2 separate regions of the Gossypium hirsutum genome follow, and region 1 is linked to region 2. The links are chromatin contacts, called in public Hi-C maps. All regions are on one chromosome and are shown on one strand. Each heading gives the region's core, a stretch centred on a gene start, on an enhancer-like site or on the middle of the called end of the contact. The rest is flanking DNA. Distances are from core to core; before and after follow the strand shown.

What was found. Hi-C and Micro-C count contacts between places; a contact is called where the count stands out from the background.
Region 1: a contact with region 2 is called in a Hi-C map of leaf, with 4 times the contacts expected there. The contact joins the promoter of LOC107886646 here to the promoter of LOC107886635 in region 2. A contact is called at or near these places in 12 of 34 Hi-C or Micro-C datasets (callus, hypocotyl, leaf and 1 more).

What each region holds. Positions count from the first base shown.
Region 1 is chrA03:102,982,423-102,987,186 of Gossypium_hirsutum_v2.1, reverse strand. It overlaps LOC107886646 (IST1 homolog), which reads left to right and starts at 1,702. Exons shown (of 6, transcript XM_016810682.2): 1 at 1,702-1,921; 2 at 2,069-2,201; 3 at 2,307-2,410; 4 at 3,696-3,867; 5 at 4,026-4,166. The coding sequence starts at 1,872.
Region 2 is chrA03:102,778,713-102,783,468 of Gossypium_hirsutum_v2.1, reverse strand. LOC107886635 (50S ribosomal protein L15, chloroplastic) reads left to right here and starts at 1,441. Exons shown (of 4, transcript XM_016810665.2): 1 at 1,441-1,654; 2 at 1,738-2,098. The coding sequence starts at 1,583.

The sequences.
Region 1 (4,764 bases), core at 453-2,952, 200 kb before region 2:
TAATTCATGATATGTATAATAAAGGTTGAGGCAAGGTAGGGGATGTAGCTTTGAAAATTGATATAAGTAATGCTTATAATCGAGTGGACTGGAACTTTTTACAGTTTATTATGCGTAAGATGGGATTTGATGAAGCTTGGACTAATTGGGTAATACTTTGTGTGACGATTGTGACTTATTAGGTTTCTTTGTATGGAATGGAGGTAGGTTCAATACTCCCTAAGTGGGGGCTTCGTCAAGGAGATCCGATTTCTTCCTATCTATTTATTCTTTGTACTAAAAGGCTTAGCTTTTTACTTCGTAACGTAGAAATGCAAGGAGTGATCTATAGGGTTTCTATTTGTTGTTGAGGACCTAGTGTGTCTCTATTTACTATTTTCGGATGATAACTATTTTTTTCTTTTGGGCAACTATGTGTCTCTATTTACTATTTTCGGATGATAACTTTTTTTTTTGGGGCAACTGTCCCTAAGTGCAATACTATTAAAAGTGTTCGGGCAACTTTCTTTTCTAGTTTCAACCTAGCCAGTATGACTTCAACTATGATAATGTCTTCGTAAGTCATGATCCTTGTGAACGTATCCACAGTTGACACGTGGTGCATTTCTAATCTACCTCGACAAGTACAAGTGATGAGTCCTCTTACATGCATGAAGCACATGTGTGATCTCACCTAGTTTATGTCAATCTTATCGTCGCCTATCTAAAAGTTCATTATTGCTCCTTAAGTGGCCAACCATGATAAGACTAGTATAAGCCATGTGTTAAAGGAATAGTCATCATCGCTTATAAAAACTCATCCTTGGCATTAAAGGTGTTTTTCTCTTTGATGACTCTTAATACCTCACCACCATGTGAATTGTTGTCTCTTTCCTTGTACTTCTTTTAATCATCAATAGTTCCTTCAAAATGGATCATAGCAATTTTGAAAATTTTGATAATTGTCTTGTCCAAACTTTTTTTTAATGTACCTTACGGCCCATTATAAGTCATCTTCCCAATTCTCTGCTCTTCTTTGTGCTCCCACTTTAATCCAAAATTTGTTGTCATATTTTATTAGTGAAGTAACAATCTGAAGGAAAAAAAAACTCCAATTTCATATGCTTACTTGAAAAGGAGGCAATCCTCTTCCAATGTCAAGCCTATGAAGCAAATCTATCCTAAAGTCTATTCAAGATTAACATCCAAGCTATCGAAGAGTGCTTTGGTATATGAAAGTTGGGTTACTTGATGAGAAATTACTTTCTCTTTCCTACTTGAAAATATTCATTGCCCCCACTCAATATTTACTTCTCATGACTTGCCATCTTCCTACATCACCTTGGGTAAATATATCTAATGTTTTATTTTTATTATTAAAATTTATATATTAGAAAAATATTTTATTAAAACTGATATTACATATTATGTGCATGTTAAATTCCACTTTTAATATTCGATATTTATGTAATTTTACTCAATTACTAGCTAAAAAAAATTTCATTATCATTTTCAGTAAAAAATTATTTATAATTTAAAGCTTTTTTATTGTCACAATATTTTAATTATAAAAATATTAATATATTTTAATTTTCAATATTTGAATAATATTATTTTATATTAATTATTTAAAAATAAAAATACATTAATTAAGTAATTAAAAAATAAAAATAAAAATGACCAATCCGATATAAATATACGAATTCATCAAATGCTTGTGTCTAATCTTGGTCCCAACGGATCCTAAAACCGATGATCTAAAATTCATGATCCCACTCCAAATGTATAAAACTATTAACAATATAGATTTTTGACTTTTCTCTGCAATTCATCGACGAAAAATATCCCCTTTTAATCATCACTAAAGAGATTCTCCTCTGTTGTATTCTAAAATGTCTCTCTTAAACCAATTGTTTAATAGAGGCGTTTTTGGTGCAAAATGGTTAGTTATTTTCCCCCGTATTCCCAATTGTTTTTATCATGTGCGACTTGATTCTGCTTTTTGTTCATATATATGTAAGCGATTCACTTTGGGGTTTTCTTTTTATATTTTTGCTAAAGTTTATTTTTGATCTGTACAATTGTGTAGTAAAACATGCTTGAGCTTGGCAATCTCGCGCATCAAGTTGCTCCAAAATAAGAGAGATTTGCAGCTCAAGAATATGAGAAAAGAGATTGCCCAATTCTTGCAGGCTGGCCAGGAACCAATTGCTCGAATTCGCGTATCTTTTTCAACTTAATGTTTGTTAATGGACTCATTGATCAGTTTATTTCATAATGATTTTGATTACCATTTTTTTCTTTTGCTGTTCTTGTTGTGGGGTTAGGTGGAACATGTAATCAGAGAGCAGAATATATGGGCTGCATATGAGATACTGGAGCTTTTCTGTGAGTTTGTTCTTGCCCGAGTTCCAATTCTTGAAAGCCAGAAGTAAGTTCAATTTTAAAAGCCTTTTAAGAACTTAGGCGTTTGCTTTATTGGTGTTGCCTAATGGTTTATTATTTGTCTCCTTTCCAGTATTTTACCATGCCCTTATTTAATCGGTAGTGGTTTTTTCTTCTATTCTTTTTGTGTTTTCAAGTTATATTGCATCAATAGTTAAACACTTTGCTGAGCAAAGCTAGAGGCTGAAATCTATATCTTTTAATTTACATATAAATACAATGTAGTTTTCAAGCTGATTGTTAATTGTGAAGTACAGTTCTTAATTCTCTTCTCAGCTGACAGCGCTGTTTACTCATTATCTTTTAGATGCTATGTGATGCATATACCATTGTTAAATTCTTACGTATGATCATCATTTATGTCTACTGGTTATATCCCAGAAACTTAATAATTATTCTATCATGATATCAGTCCTTTATGTTTTATTTGTTTATAACAAGTCCTAATCTTTTGTTTTTCCTGAAAAGTTCATAATGAGATGAAGGAAGAGAATTGAGTTAATGTTAGAAAGAAAATATATTATTGTATAGAAAATCTTTCAATAGTATAAAATTTCCATCATTTACTGAAAGGATCAATCTACTTTATTGATTCATTTTCTTCTGCTACACTCAGCATGCTCTGTTGCTGTAGGACATACAAATAATATTGAGGAGCAGGGTTGTGACACCCATCCTGCTTGTTCTATTTCCTGCAAGTGGCTCTTCTCTCAATCTGGATAATTTTCTTCCTTTAGAAATCATGTTAGGACTAAGAATTCCTGAGAGCAGGCAAGCCACTGATTTACCAGAGGGCAACTCTAATCAACATTGCAATTAAGGGAAGAGAAAATGTGGATACAAAATTTATTCGCATTTTACAATAATGGAACTAAAGCACTAAATGCATTCTTTCATTACAAAGCAAAAGCGCGGGTTGTTTAGTTTGATCAATTGCTACATTGAAGAAAATGAATGTGGATTTTACTGCATTAGGGGTATATTTTGAGGATACCAACTTGGGTCCATAGAAGCAACAGCTTCTGATTCTTTTCCAATTGTTTCAATAATGTTTGGGTGCATGATTGTGTGATAACTGATAACCACATATTTCTTCCAAGTTATGTTTTTGTATTATAATCTTACGTGTAACAAGTTATAATTCAAGAATTTTTATGTCATTCTCATTTGAATTATTTTGGTTTTCTTAGTCAAGAATTTGAGCATCTTAAGTGTTTTCATTTCTTTGCACAACCTAACTACCCATTTTAACATGTCTTTGCACGTAACAGAGACTGTCCTCCAGAATTACGAGAAGCTGTGGCAAGCATAATTTTTGCTGCTCCTAGATGTTCAGATGTGCCTGATTTATTGCAGATCAAGAATTTGTTTGCCACAAAGTATGGAAAGGAATTTGTCATTGCTGCAACGGAGCTTCGTCCTGATTCTGGCGTGAACCGTGCAGTTAATTATCATTAGTTCTATTTTCAAAAAATATATATCATTAGTTCATTTAAAATTCTCTTGTGTGGTTCAATGGTTTTGCTAGACTCGTGGAGTTTGCAACTTGAATAGATGATATGCCATTTCTGATTCGATTCCCTTTTCTTTCTGTCATCTAGATAATTGAAAAGCTTTCAGTTAGTGCTCCATCAGGTGAAATAAGGCTCAAAGTATTGAAGGAAATTGCCCAAGAATATAGTGTAGAATGGGATTCTTCTGGCACTGAAGCAGAGTTCAACAAGAAATATGAAGATTTACTGGTACACATAATTAAATAATTTTTCAGAATATTTTTTCTGTGGACTATGCATAGTATCTTCTGTTAGGCATTATCTTCTGGAGTTGTTTCTGGTTCATGATCCATGCTCTTGATATTTATAGTGCTTTCTTTGCTGTTTAAACCAGCTGCTAGAATCTGTTTATGCATCCTTGTTGTTTCTACCTATAATAGTGAAATGACTTAGAGAGTTCTGTTCAGATTTGTGCCTATTCATTTTGACATCCCAACATTATTTCTCAGGATATAATATAGTTCTTAGTACTCTATGAATTCAGATAATCAAAATGAAATTTCAAGTTTCCCCATCGTCAAAATCTGTTGACTTCGAATTATGTATCAGCTACTCTATAGTTCTCATGTTCCATGTTTATTGAGTTCTGTTTATAGTTTTCCTGTTGCCAATCTCTACCTTGTAGTGTTTGTTAACTTGCACTTTTTGAAATTGATTTATCTGACTGGTAAGAACATTGCTTCATTATACGACTGTTCTATTTTTTGTGACTCTATAGTTATTAGTCTCCCACATTTACCAAATTCTTCACCCATTTTTCCTATCACTGATCTCTACCTTGTGTTTT
Region 2 (4,756 bases), core at 192-2,691:
TTTTCAACGAAACTTTAAAACCACCTTAATGGCACTCCAATATTTACGGCTCGGTTTATAGAAACGAGGTTCCAATACCTCATTTTCTAAAACCATTTGACCTTAGGGTCTTACCACTAGAACTTAATTAATTGCTTAAATAATATAAATTATCACATCCAAAACTTTTTTAAAATCACATTTGACTCATAATAATATTTACGAACTTATTCGTCAAATTTATTGGCTCCGAAACCACTATTTTTGACACCACTGAAAAACGGGCTATTACAGATTCATTAGTGCAATTGGAATAAACTATGCGATATAAAAGAAGATGGGGGAATGAGATTCAAGAATCTATCTAAATTTAGTTTGGCCCTCCTTGCAAAATAGGGACGATGTTTAATGCATTACCCTGATTCGCTATTAGCTAGAACTTTGAAAGCTAAATAATATCCAAATGATGATTTCATGCATTTAGAGTTAGGTAATTACCTTTCTTATACCTAGAGGAGCATATGGACGACGAAGAGATTGCCGAAGAAATTGGGGACTCCAAGGAATGAACCAAATCATTAAAACCAAAGAGGCTACCCTTGATTAAAGCTTGTGGTTTCTCCTGGATTTCAGAATTAGAAGTCGGCAAAAATATAAAAGTAAATGGAAAAAAAAGAAGAAATTGGAATCCTTGAAGGGGTCAATTTTGATGCTACCTTGGAGTGCCAATTTCCAGAACATGAAACAAATTGGAGAAGAAACAAGACACAATGGATTTGGAATTCTAAAGCAAATTGGATGGATTTGAAGAGCGAATTGAATGAAACCCTTCAACTATGGTTGCTTAATCTTCAAGCCTTGATTAAATTTTTTAAAAATTAATTTCATATATTTTTTTAAAAATGGAATTTATAAATTGATTAAGAGGATGAGTGAATTAGATGGATATGCAATTGAGCATACTTAAATAATGATTAGTAGATTATCTTGAAAGATTTTAACACCAATCTTAAAAAACATAATAAAATAAACTATTTTTAATAAACTAAATAGACAAACAAAATTATAATATATAATACACCAAATAAACACACATATAACTATTCCCATTCAGATTCCCACTATAGCAAATCAAATGAATTATATATATAAATTTCCATTGCCTACTGATTCCATATGACTTAAGGATAGCAGCCAACACACTAACACTAACCCTTATGTGAAGATTAGGCTCCAAAGTTAGGTTGACCTCGGAACATGACTTGAGGAATGATTTTCGTGTTTAAAGAGAGAATTCATGGAACATATCCTGTTTTATCATTGAATAATTATTTTTAAATAATAAAATGAGTTGGATCAGGCTGAAAAATTTAGCCCAAGTCCACCCAAATCATACCCAGCCCATGAAGGCAGTACGGGCGGCGGTATTTGAATTAAAACATAGATTTACAAAAATGCCCTTAAAAACTAAAATAATTCCCTCGTCTCCTCTAAAGATTACACATCTTATCCGTTTCCACAAACATCAAAGTGTAAAGCATTTGAGCATTAAAATCATACATGACATAGCTTTTTACATTTCATCTTCAACATCTTCACTGCAATGGCAACCATGCTCTCACTCTCTCCAAATCCTCCCATCACAACTTTACCCTCTCTTCGTTCCAGTTTCAAGGTTCTTCTTTCCCTCTCTCTTTTATTTTATGTTCCACTTCGGATTGCTTACTTGAATTCCCCCTCCGCCCCTATTTGTTGCAGGGAAATCTGAGGAATTTAAAACCAAACCCTTTTCACATTATTCGTATCAGGACCAAGCAGCAAGGGGTAGAGGCACGAAAGGGGACACGGTCTTTAGTGGTTGTGAACCAAGCAGCAACAACCCAAGTGTCGGTTACAGCTTCTAATATGAGGTTTCGGTTGGACAACCTGGGACCTCAGCCTGGGTCAAGAAAGAAAGGGAAGAGAAAGGGGAGAGGAATATCGGCTGGACAAGGTGGGAGCTGTGGGTTTGGAATGAGGGGTCAAAAATCACGTTCTGGCCCAGGTGTTAGAAAGGGATTTGAGGGTGGCCAAATGCCACTCTATAGGCGTATCCCCAAATTGAGAGGAATTGCCGGAGGTAATCTTTATTTATTTATTTTTACTTCAAATGCTTTATTATGGAATTGTGGTTTCTGGGTTAGAATTCCTGGGATAATGGAGCTGGTGCTGGGGTGTTTATAAGTAAAATCATTTTCTTCTTCCCATTTATGGTAGGGAGCATAAAAAGCTTGTCTTAGGGAGAAAATATAAATATATAAATGTGCACATGTCAAATATTTATGGAAGATATTTCCAATGTAACTAAAAAGCTGAAATGCTAAACCAGTTTTTACTGAAATTTATCAACACCTCTAGTATTTTAATAAAACTTCGTTTACCCTTAGTAGTGCCCCTCCCAAGCTACCAAAATTATCCATTGTGTTGAAGGAGAAAATCTGAGGATGGTTTTACAAGGTAGAGATTCTGATGCTGATAATGCTTTAGAGGAGTTTGAAGGATTTTCCTTACTCATATTGTTAGGATTTTCTTTTTTCTTCTTTTGTGAATTTATTTTGAAGCTTAGTTGTAGTATCCGTTACTATGGAGCTCTTGCTTATCCTATGGCTAGTCTTAAGGCCCCAAAAGCTTTGTTCACATTTGCATTTGTGTTACAAAAGCCTAACCTTCTTGTAATATATTTTGAGATCAAATTGAATGAATCTAGTAAAAAGGGCAAGATAATGATTACCATTATTGCCTCATTTGAGAATTTGAAGAACATAAGAGAACTTAATATGCTAAATGGAACTAATTATTTAAGACAAAAATGAAGCCTTTTATTATGGTTAACAGTTTCACTGTGAAATATTGCTTTAGGGTTATTCCTACCCAAGTTTGCATAGAACCGCTTATATTGACTACATTCATTTTGAAGTAAATAGTGACTCACAGTGTACCCCTTCGTTTTCCTAGATATAAAAGGTTTTCATCATCTATTTGTTTAAATGAGTTAGGTCAAGTATATTGATCAAACAAGAGGAGGATGGAATTTGTTCTAAAACGAATTAGTATGTTTTTTAGAAAAGCAAGAGTATTTGCAAAATACTTGGTTTTGAAAATCAAGTTAGTAAGCAATAAAAATAAAAGAGTTGAGAGAGAAAAAGTCTGTCACTTTGAAACAATGACGAATTCCAAGCAAACAATATGCTTCTATTTCATATGTGGGAAGTAGTTTAATAGTTACCATTGGTGGTGAGATCATGTGATGATTGGCAGATTGATCAGTTTGAGTGGAATACTGTGCTCTTGTGCCCTTGGAGGGGATAAGCCTTTTGGCTTTTCAAAGACATCAGCAAAAGAATCCAATAGTGGCCGTAGCTGAGGTGAAGTGCTTATTTCTAGATAGTCACTACTAAGCAAGTAAGGTTGTCCAAGTACCTTGGGATCTTTTTCCACCGACTTTTGTAGCTTGCTATCCAGAATAATTTTCAGTTGGCCCTCTTGTTGTCCCCTTAAGAGTGATTTGCTGACCATCTTTTTGAAAAGAGAGAGTCATGGTTTTGAAATCAAACACGAGTGGTCTGTATGTCCTCATCCAATCTACCCCAAGCACCATGTCACTCCCTTCCAGAGGTAAGACTCTCATATCATATTGAAAGTGGTGTCCTTGCATACTCCATTGTAGTTGCATACATTTAGCTAGACTGTATAATATCTTTCCATTAGCAACTGGAAGTGATAAAGGCTTGGTTTGTTGAACCTCTACACCTTCCTTTGCCCATTTGGGAGTCACAAAGCTATGAGTGGTCCCACTGACCACCAAAATACTCACTGGTTTACCTTTGATGCTGCCTTGAATTCTAAGTAGGTTATGCCCCGTATTGCCAGTCAAAGCATTCATAGAGACCTCCAGCTCCTTCTCATTGTATTTTTGTTCCTTAACCTCTTCACCTTCTTGTTCCTCCAAGGAGTCATTCTTAGCTTCCATTTCTTCTGTTAAAGTCTCATTAACAGTCAATGAATTAGGCTGTTTGGTTTTGCAACACTGCCCAGGGTGAAATTTCTCTCCACATTCAAAGCAAAGGTTCAAGGCGCTCCTTTGGTCTATAAGATTTTGTTTGTTCAGGTTTTGATTCTGTATATGGATATTTTTTGGGGTGTGGGATGATACGGAGTTGTATTTTTCTGGTTTGGCAAGAAAAAGGTGGTAGTATTTGGTTCTGATGGTGGCTTTTGTCTTTTATTCTCAAGCACCAAGGAAAGTTCATGTAGTTTAGCTACCCTGAAAGCTGCATTCAAGGTGGTAGTTCATTTGCCTTAGTTCTAGGCTTTAGATCCTCTCTTAACCCACTTATAAAGCTGGAAATGAAGTAGCTTTCTGATAAGGAGGGCTTATGTTGCAGCGTATGAGGCCAAAGTTCCTCAAATTTCTCTTGGTACTCCTCAACTGTGGATTTTTGGGATAATTTGTTGAACTCCTCAATGATGTCAGAACAGGTTTTGTCACAAAACCTTTGACGTAAATCAATCACAAACTCTGACCAAGTCACTACATTTTTTTCCATTATATACCCATCAAACCAAATCTCAGCTTTGCCCACAAGGTACATTGAGGCTAGTTGTAATTTTTGAAGCACAGCAATAGCAAATATTGTGAAATACATTTGACATTTTTTCACCCATCCTCTAGGATTATGACCATCAAATTGAGGTAACTCTATTTCTGGCCTAGGAGAGAAGCCACCTAACCCGAGAT